Regions from separate parts of the Mus musculus genome. Here regions 1 and 3 are each linked to region 2. A link is a contact called in public Hi-C and HiChIP or PLAC-seq data. All regions are on one chromosome and are shown on one strand. Each heading gives the region's core, a stretch centred on a gene start, on an enhancer-like site or on the middle of the called end of the contact. The rest is flanking DNA. Distances are from core to core; before and after follow the strand shown.

Evidence for each region. A called contact is a pair of places that touch in the nucleus more often than the background predicts. HiChIP or PLAC-seq counts read pairs in DNA pulled down with a chosen protein or histone mark.
Region 1: a Hi-C map of embryonic stem cells shows a contact between it and region 2, with 2.6 times the contacts expected there. The contact joins two enhancer-like sites. A contact is called at or near these places in 1 of 484 Hi-C or Micro-C datasets (embryonic stem cells) and 2 of 115 datasets of contacts at active chromatin or transcription factors (both in embryonic stem cells).
Region 3: a FOXA1 HiChIP or PLAC-seq map of pancreatic cancer cells shows a contact between it and region 2. The contact joins two enhancer-like sites. A contact is called at or near these places in 2 of 484 Hi-C or Micro-C datasets (embryonic fibroblasts and palatal mesenchyme) and 3 of 115 datasets of contacts at active chromatin or transcription factors (embryonic stem cells, fibro-adipogenic progenitors and pancreatic cancer cells).

What each region holds. Positions count from the first base shown.
Region 1 is chr11:6,893,837-6,896,688 of GRCm38.p6, reverse strand. No RefSeq gene overlaps it. Among named protein-coding and RNA genes, the nearest start is that of Adcy1, 170 kb to the left of the region's middle. Within about 2 kb of position 1,403, at least 37 of the 459 cell types and tissues checked have an H3K27ac peak or open chromatin away from gene starts, as enhancers often do. A contact at or near this core is called in embryonic stem cells, where this site is marked.
Region 2 is chr11:7,422,534-7,425,293 of GRCm38.p6, reverse strand. It overlaps Gm36653 (a long non-coding RNA gene), which reads right to left. Exons shown (of 4, transcript XR_381034.2): 3 at 2,696-2,760; 4 at 1,962-2,014. Among named protein-coding and RNA genes, the nearest start is that of Gm36720, 5.0 kb to the left of the region's middle. Within about 2 kb of position 1,408, at least 105 of the 459 cell types and tissues checked have an H3K27ac peak or open chromatin away from gene starts, as enhancers often do. A contact at or near this core is called in embryonic stem cells and pancreatic cancer cells, where this site is marked.
Region 3 is chr11:8,238,086-8,241,129 of GRCm38.p6, reverse strand. No RefSeq gene overlaps it. Among named protein-coding and RNA genes, the nearest start is that of Gm27393, 350 kb to the right of the region's middle. Within about 2 kb of position 1,604, at least 1 of the 459 cell types and tissues checked has an H3K27ac peak or open chromatin away from gene starts, as enhancers often do. A contact at or near this core is called in pancreatic cancer cells, where this site is marked.

The sequences.
Region 1 (2,852 bases), core at 154-2,653, 530 kb after region 2:
GTTCAGAGGATAGCCAAACTCTTGTTCTTTTTTTAACTCTGTGATTTAATTTTTATTAAGTTACATAATATCTTGATAACTGTTTTGACTTTTGTCTCCACAGGATCAAACCCTAGATTTGGAGAAAAAAATTAGAATATTTTGTATAAATTTTTAAGACTTACTTTATTTTTAATTACATGTAAGCAGGAGGGTATGTGCGCATGCACATGTGTGCCTGCAAAGGTCAGAGGCATATGATGCCCTGGAGCTGACGTCATAGGCAGCTGTGACAGTGCTGGAGAAGAGTAAATGGTCTTAACCACTGAGCCATCTCTCCAGAGCCTGTGTGTGTGTGTGTATGTGTGTGTGTGTGTGTGTGTGTGTGTGTGTGTGTGTGTGTATGTGTGTGTGTTTAATCTTAGAGTCTTCCTTGTGATTTCCCAGATATCTACAAGAAAGTCACTGAAGCCCAAGTGTCCCTAACTACAGGGCTAATTCTGTATTTTAGTCCTATCTGAAGCCTGGTTTCCCTCCATCTTTGCACCCTTGCTCACTGTGCCTACATCTTCAGCTGTGTCTGCTTTCTGACCCTCCGGGCCTAAAGGCTGTGCTCTCTCTCACTGAGCAGAGACGTCTTCCACACACAGGGACACAAGCGTTAGAACACAGAAAGTTATCTGCTTGGCCTCCAAACCCCAGATACACATTCTGGAGGTAGGTTTGGCCTTTCTCAGACAACTTTCACATTGTCTCCCCAGTCGGCGTCAAGATTTCCAGGACTCGTCTTCGTGCCAGGAGCAGATGAATTCATGAGAGCTGATGCTGAGCCAAGATCCCGTGGAGCCCTGCAAGCTGCTGGGGTTGGGTTGCTGGTGGAGAGAAACCAAACTGGGGTCATCTGCTTGGAATGCCGCTGAACCTGTTTTCTGAAGGGGAAGGGGATGACTTTCTCCTTTTATGGAACCATGTTCTTCAATTATTTAGTGAGACAGACTGATGTGAAAGCTTTCACTGTGTTTAATGCCCATCCCCTCATAAGGAAAGTGACTGCCGCACAGCCCTGGGCATAGCCTTGTGTGCTGTGGAAGTCCCACTCTCTGCTAAGAAAGACTGAGAATGTATCCCGTGGACCGATAATTCCACCAAAGTAAAAGTCTGCATAGTTTTCCTGTGGGTGTAAGGTTGGTTTCAGCAGAATCACATGGTATTGAAGGGGTCAAACTCAGAGTAGTCACGGCACGGCCAGTGGTGTCTCTGCTTGATGATTAACTCAAAAGATTTAATATGGGACCTGTGCTGGTGGCAAGGTCACATGCAGGTTTTTCTGATTCAGCACCTGGGAGGGATAGAGTCTCTTTGTCTGAAGGGGACAGACACAGTGAAGTGATCTGAGGGCAAAGGGCAGACCACACACATCCCAATGTGATTGTCTTTCAAATTCATTTAATTAAGTGGGTGTTGCAGGGCTCCCGTAAAGACCAAATGAAATACCAGCATGCCTCAGCAAACAGATGGCTCTGAGTTACCTCTGCAACCCCACCCCCAGGAGGGCTTGTGATTTGTCCACCTCCTTATCCTCCCCACCCCCAGCTTCTCTAGTGAGACTATCCAAAGGAGGACTCTGAAGGAGGGAGGACTCCAGCCCCTTTCTCGAGGAGTGGCACAAGGGAACTAGGTAAGATTCTGTTGTCTGAGCCATATGGGATGAGGATCAGGAAAGTCTGTCTTCTGCCCAAGCTGGAGACAGTCCAGACTGTGAGGGAGACAGGCCAGCACATCTAACACCTCATGTCAGCAGGAAGAGGTTTCCAGGCTCAAAGAGTGGGGCTTTAGGGGCACACATTCATCTTTCTGCTCCAGGTTCAAGGTTAGGGTGGGCCAGGCCTGCCTTTTCCTCCTGAGGGAGTCTGAAGTAGGTACTGAACGTGACCCAAGTAGAGCCTCCCGTAACCCCACAGGCTCACAGACAGGACCCTTCAGGGATCCAGAGAGGAGGACCCAGGTGTGTGATGGTCAAGTGTGTTTGTGTATACTGCTGTGCAAATGTGAGTGTGTACATCTGAAAACAGGAATACAGATGAGTGCTTGTGCACAGGCGTGTGCTTTCTTTCATGTGTGAGAAGTTGCATTCTTATCCCTGACCAAGTTGGAATCACCAGGCACACACATGCTAAGGACTGAACGCTCTTAACTCGCCTTACCTCTTCTACTGGAATCTCCCTGTGAGCCAAAATTAGTCTCCCAAGGAACTAAACCGAAAACCTGGTCTTACAGGGAGAGACGGGCTGAGCAGAAAGCGGGATATGCAGGAATGAGAGATGAAAGTGGGTTGGTTGATTCAAAGTTAGACTCTTTGTAAAGTGGGACAGAGAGAAACAGAGCAGCAGGAATCTGGTTGGTAACACGGGGTGGCCAGGTTCCATCTCTGTAAGGACTGAGGCCCAGGGGACCTATGCAGGTGAAACTGGCCTACTATGGAAATTCCTTAGCTCGGTTCCCCTAGCTTCTTAAAGAATCAGACAACATCTCAGCCGTCCTCCGAAGCTGAGGAACTTCAGCATGGGTGACTCCATCTTGATTTTTCATGTAGTCTGAGAGAGCCCAGTGCAGGAGCCTTATCCAAAACTCCAGAGTGCTGAGATCCCAAATGGACTCTAAGAAATGTGTCAGCTCAGCCATGAGAGGGCATCACTTGCAAAGAGGAGAGGCAGGTCCCAGTGGTGGGCAGAGAAGAGATGCAGGGTACCACCTTACAGCTACAAGTAGGAGATGGAGCTGGAAGGCACTGGCCACAGTCAGGGCCTCATGGTGGGAGGGGCCTATTCTTGGGAACTGAGAAGTAGCTGGATGTCAAATGTTCCACCTCACGT
Region 2 (2,760 bases), core at 159-2,658:
ATGGAAACTCTGGGGACAAAGTGGTTTTAACAAAGATTGAATTGTGATTTTAACAAGGATAACCATGCAAAATGCCACTGGACACAGAGAGTCTGAGGTAAATGCTAATGGCTTGGGAAACTGTCAGGTCCATCTACTGCTGGAACCCTTTCCTATCTGAGGCAGAGGACCAGGGATTCAGGTCTTTGAATTTCCTGGTCTTCCTTTACTAATTTCCTCTCAGAACAAATCCTTGTGAAATCTCTTATCCCATTGGTCTGCTCTTAGACAACTGACCAAGGACAAGCCTGACTCCATGAAGACACAGGAGCCCAGTTTCTTGCACTGAGAGCCAACCCGTGCTGACTGTGTTCCGTCCCAGTTTCCCCTGGATCATTGGTCTGCATCTTTGACTGAATTTTGCTTGACCCATCTTGCTACCCTCTTTAAGTTCTTTACTGATTTCCTCTGAGAACAAGGTCTTGTGAAATCTCTTATCCCATAGGTCTCCTCTTAGAGAATTGACCAAGGACAAGCCCGGATGTCAAAACTGGTCCACAATTGAAGAAACTCAGGCAAAGGGGCATGTGTGACTCGAAAAACATATACCTTCCTTTCCACCCAGAAGGAATCATGTTTTCTTTCTCTGAGAGGGTATTTAGGACACTGGGAAGGCAGTGTGTAGCTCTTACACATCAACCACACCTAAGTAGAGGGTACAACAAAAACTAGGACATTTGCTCCCTCTGGCCACTCTGGCCATAAGGTGGATAAACATGAACCATGTAGTGGACTTCTCAGATAAGTCACAGGCACCAGGTGGGAACCCATGGTTGCATCACCAATTCTAGACTCTACATCTATGAGGTACCCTAGAGTTGAATTGGTGGTAAATCACCATCAGCTACAGTTTTATCAGGCTCTGCACCTATGTTTAAAGTAAGCATGGAGGCACGGCCTGGCAAGATGCCACAGAGGGATGCTGACATCTGGAAAGATTTGCATTCTGGTGCCCCAGGTCTCTTTCAGCTCTGGGAGATGACGCCTGATGCCTGCGTGATCCCTCACCAGCTGAAACCTGAAACTTCTCTGTGACTCACCTTCACCTCAGAGGAACTGAACTGAAGGAGCGGCAGGTGTTTTTGATCAGGGTCAACAACTCCATCCTCCAGCAACCCTGAGCTGTGAGAAGTGACAGGTCCCCTAATGTTCTCAGATAGCGTATCTCTTCTGGCACTGCTGCTAAATTGCCAGTTGCTGCATAGACAGGAGCAGAGAGATCCTGGCACCTGCCAAGGCCTGAGTCAGGCTGACTCCTACCTGAAGCTGTGGGTAACACACACATCACTCTGGGCAGTAAGTCATAGCTCTGTGTCATAGCTAATCCAGGCCAAGATGGAACCCACAAGTTTCAACAGTGATGCTGTGCAGACTGGAAAATACCCCTGAGTCGCCCAGTAATTCTTGAATCCTCCTTGCACTTTGTGGAATGCAGTAGGAGAGGTGCCTTGTGACTGCTGAGTCACTGTGCTACAAGAGGTCAATCAGGAGGCCCACATCCAACCCTGTTCTGTGCAAAAGCTCCTGGGGATATGCTAATCACTCAGCATTCAGCGGGAGCCACCCAGTTAATCAGGCGTCTACTCCCGGGGAGAAACCGAGATAGAAATGTAAGTGCCGAGAACTGAGTTTACTGCAGTCATTAGCATCAGGATAGCTCTATCTACATTGTGTGGGTTATCCAAGGCAGAGGGCTCTGCCTTTTGCACAACCCAAGGTGCACACAACCCAGTGCAGAAAACTTAGAAGCCTGGCGCTGCCCCTGCTTTCTGCTCTCCAGTGTGAAAGGCTCCCTTTAAAGGGGCCCCCTTGTGAATACAGTGTTCCCAACGAGTCCCAAGAGAGAACAGGACTGTCCGCAGACTCCTGATGAGTTAAGAGCTAATGAAAAGGAACCTGCTCTGCTTTACACGAAAAGGATGCTCGCGTAGTTTCTGCTGGTGTTTGTAGAAAGGCATCGGGTTCTGATTCAATGCTGAAACAAAGCACATGCCATTACATGAAGAGGTCTGGCTGACATCCCTGAATTTTACACATTGCTACTCAGTTAGTACCTGTGTTCCTCATTCGTGTGTGTGTGTGTGTGTGTGTGTGTGTGTGTGTAGTTTATTTTTAAGAAATTCTGGATATGTATGTCTTCACCCTGTATCCCACTGCCCTCACCTTCTCTCCCCTCTCTTTAGTCTACTTTGTTCCCTTAGGCAGTTTTATTTCTATTTTTATTTCATACATAGTTACAAACATGATTTTATTTACCCAGAACCTCAGATGAGAGAAAACATAGACAATTGTCTCTCTGAGAGTGTATCAGTGTCTATCGTTACCAAAGTAAATGTCATGAAACAAATAGTCCTGTTGAGATTGGCATTAACTGTGACTATCAGCAAACTGAGATGTATAGTTCTCTGCCTTTACAACTCCTGACTCTTTTACCATTTTGGTTGAAGGAATCTTCAGTTTTGTTTATTTGAAGCTGTGAAATCACTTTAATTCTAGGAAGGTAAAAATCCCCAAATTCTTATTTGCTATTTATGTAAGCCATGAAGTGAAGTATGCCTCTCTGTGTCTCTGTCTCTGTCTGTCTCTCCTGTCATTGTTGCTTTTTGGTTTTGAAGATAAGGTCATTCTATGTAGCTCTTGCTGGCTTGGAACTCACCGTGGAAGGTTAATCTCACACTCGCAGCAATCCTTCGGCCTCTGCCTCCCAAGTGTGGAGCTACA
Region 3 (3,044 bases), core at 355-2,854, 820 kb before region 2:
TTACTAAGCTGTCCAGGATGGCCTTGAACTCACTGTAAAACAAAAGTAGTTCTTGAACTAGTTGTCCTGCCTCAATCTCCTGAGTAATGAGATTAGAGTTACTGAGCCCAGCCTTAGTGCAAAATAGAAGATATTTTCTATTAGAATTAGGACCATAAGGTGATATAGTCAGTTTTTTGAGGTTATAACAGAACACCTCAGCCTGAATCACTTATTTAGAAAAGAAAACACTTACAGTTTTGAGGGCTAGACATCCAAGAACAAGGTGGAAGTATGCCCGGTGTCTGTTGAGTGTAAAGGAATTTTAATCTAGTAACATGGCTGCTCTGCAAAGGTATCACATCCAAAGATATGATTCTCTGGACAGAGTGCAGACATCCTAACCCTGGAGGATACAGCATGATCTGGCTAGAATACAGACACACCCATAGCACACACAACTCAATTTCAAACAATGAAGGTAAAGTTAGTTCGTAGAAGGAAGCAGCCATGTTTGAAAGTGATGTTTATTTGAGGGCCAAATAAAGAGATGAATCAGAGAAAGATTTATCAGAATGTGTCAGAGATAAGATATGCCCAACTCTCACAGGAACAGACAGGAAAGAGGGACTACTTAAGAGCAGCTCAGGGAGAGAAAGTTTTGTGTGTGTGTGTGTGTGTGTGTGTGTGTGTGTGCGCGCGCGCGCGCGCGTGATTTACTGGGACTGGTTGCAGAGAGAAAAAGCTAGACACAGGTGAAGACAGAGTAAGCCAGACAATGAGGAGGAGTCAGAAGATTAGAACAGATTGTCAAAGCTAGTATTAGGGCAAGCAGAACAATTCAGTCAGAAGACAAGAGAAGCTGGGTTGAATCAGTGAGCTTGGAAAGGAGTTTTGAGCTAGAACAAAGTTGACTCAGTCAGCCAGAGTTCAGAAAGACCTAGGAAGGGTGTGCTTATTCAACAGTAAACCTCCCAGATGACAATTACACTTGGCAAATAAAAGTTTCTTTTACAGTCGATGTCCCTGTTTGTGTCTGATTGTGTCATCAGGCTGAGTGGAAGAATTCTTCCTTACCTGGAATTAGAGCTAAACTTGTGGAACTTTCTTTACACAGCAATAGTCTATTCACAAGTTTTTGTCTGAGCACCTCTCATCAGGCCACACCTCTCAGCATTTGCAGAGAGGTCAAGTTTCAGTTTGGGACATAAACACTAGACTATAGCTGTGTTTGCATTTTCAGTGTGTAGTCAGATCAATCCTCTCAGATCTGACGTCCTTTTTAAAGAGAAGAGACAGGCTGCACTGTAGAGCCAGAGAATTCAGTTTCTTGTTTGTACTAAACATTCAACACTAAGTCTTTCTTTGTTTGGTTATTTTTGTTGGTGTTGTTATTATTATTATTATTTTCCAATATAGATCTCTTTGTGTTAAGCAGGCTGTTCTTGAACTCAGAGATAGGCCTGCCTTTGCTTGTAGAGTTCTGCGACTAAAGATATGTGCCTGGTAACACTAAACCTTTTGAAGCTATAAAATGCACTGGATTTGTTTTGTGAAATAGTTGGATGAAAGCACCCAGAGGAGACCCCATCTTTGCTAAGTGAGTCAACTCATTTGCTAAGTGAGTCAGCTCATTTACCCACACTCCCATATACTTTCTCCAATCCTGTTTCCTCATAACTGGTCATGTGGTGGTTGTTGTTTGTTTCTTTGTTTGTTTTTCATTGTAGTGCAAGATTCCAGATGCTAGTTACAACTTAACTTGAATTTCAACTTGGTGTTGCCCTGGTTCTTCAGGAAGGAGACTGCAATGTGGAAGAATTATAGCTGCTCCTTAAGGGAGAGGCATTGGTCATTTTAAGACAGATGACAGCCTGATGGCCCTGGGAAACCATGGCCTGTTACCTCCTCTGCTCTTCATTTTTATAGCTTCCATACTTCCTACTTCTTCAAATGGGTTGCCTATTTACTATCCTTCTCAGGACCCAAGCTTGTATTCAGTGAGAGGCTTTCTCTCTCTGTATGTCAGTAAATTTGAGAGCAGCCTGAAGTTTTCATTTAACACACACACACATACACACACACACACACACACACACACACACACACACACACACATGTTTTAATGAAGAGATGGAATTTCAGGACCCAAGATCATAGGAATAGAATTACCCATCTCTCCCAAATCTTACACATTGAGCTTTTGACAGTTCTTCCTGAATAGAATATGGATTATAGTCAGTGGTATCAAAACACACAGGCAAGTGAAAACATCCACCTGAGACCATTGCATTCATCAGAAGGACTGGGAAACATCCCTTTACTGGCTGGCTTTCACACACAGGAAGTTGTTATGAAAGACATTACAGGAACAAGGACATCAATGGTTGCACTGAGTACTGGACCTTGTGTTGGGTAATAATGATCTGACAGATAAGATGTGCTTGACAGTGCAATAATGGCATGGATGTTAAAGGGTTAATAACCACTTTCAGGTTGGATTTAAGGGGTGGGGATTTCATGTGTGGTACTTTAATCCTGGTCATCAACCCACGGCTGGGAGTTCATAAGCCCCAAGTTAGCCTGATATTGCTCAATTGTTATTTTGCTCAATGTCAAACTGTCAAATTGCCTTCCAAATATTGATCATTATATCTATAGACTTGGGCTGCTCTCAACCTTGGTTAGATAAGCTCTTTATTTTTATTTTTATTTTATTTTTTTTGTAGTGGACAGTAGTCAATGGAAAAATTCATAAATGGCCAAAGTGCTGAGAACAAAAGACTCAGTGTTCAGGTCTGAATCACCAGCAGGGATTTGTGGACATCATAGAAGAGAAGATGGAAAGAGCAGAAGGGCCACAAGATGGTGAGGAGCTCTGCAAGATGCTATCTTCTCTGTATATGACATGGACATTGCAGTCATGCTCTTATAGCAGCTGTGGCTACCTGCACAAGAAGTCAATAGTTTCTGGGGCACAGAGACACATTCATTCTCTCTCTCTCTCTCTCTCTCTCTCTCTCTCTCTCCCTCCCTCCCTCCCTCCCTCCCTCTCTCTCTCAGGA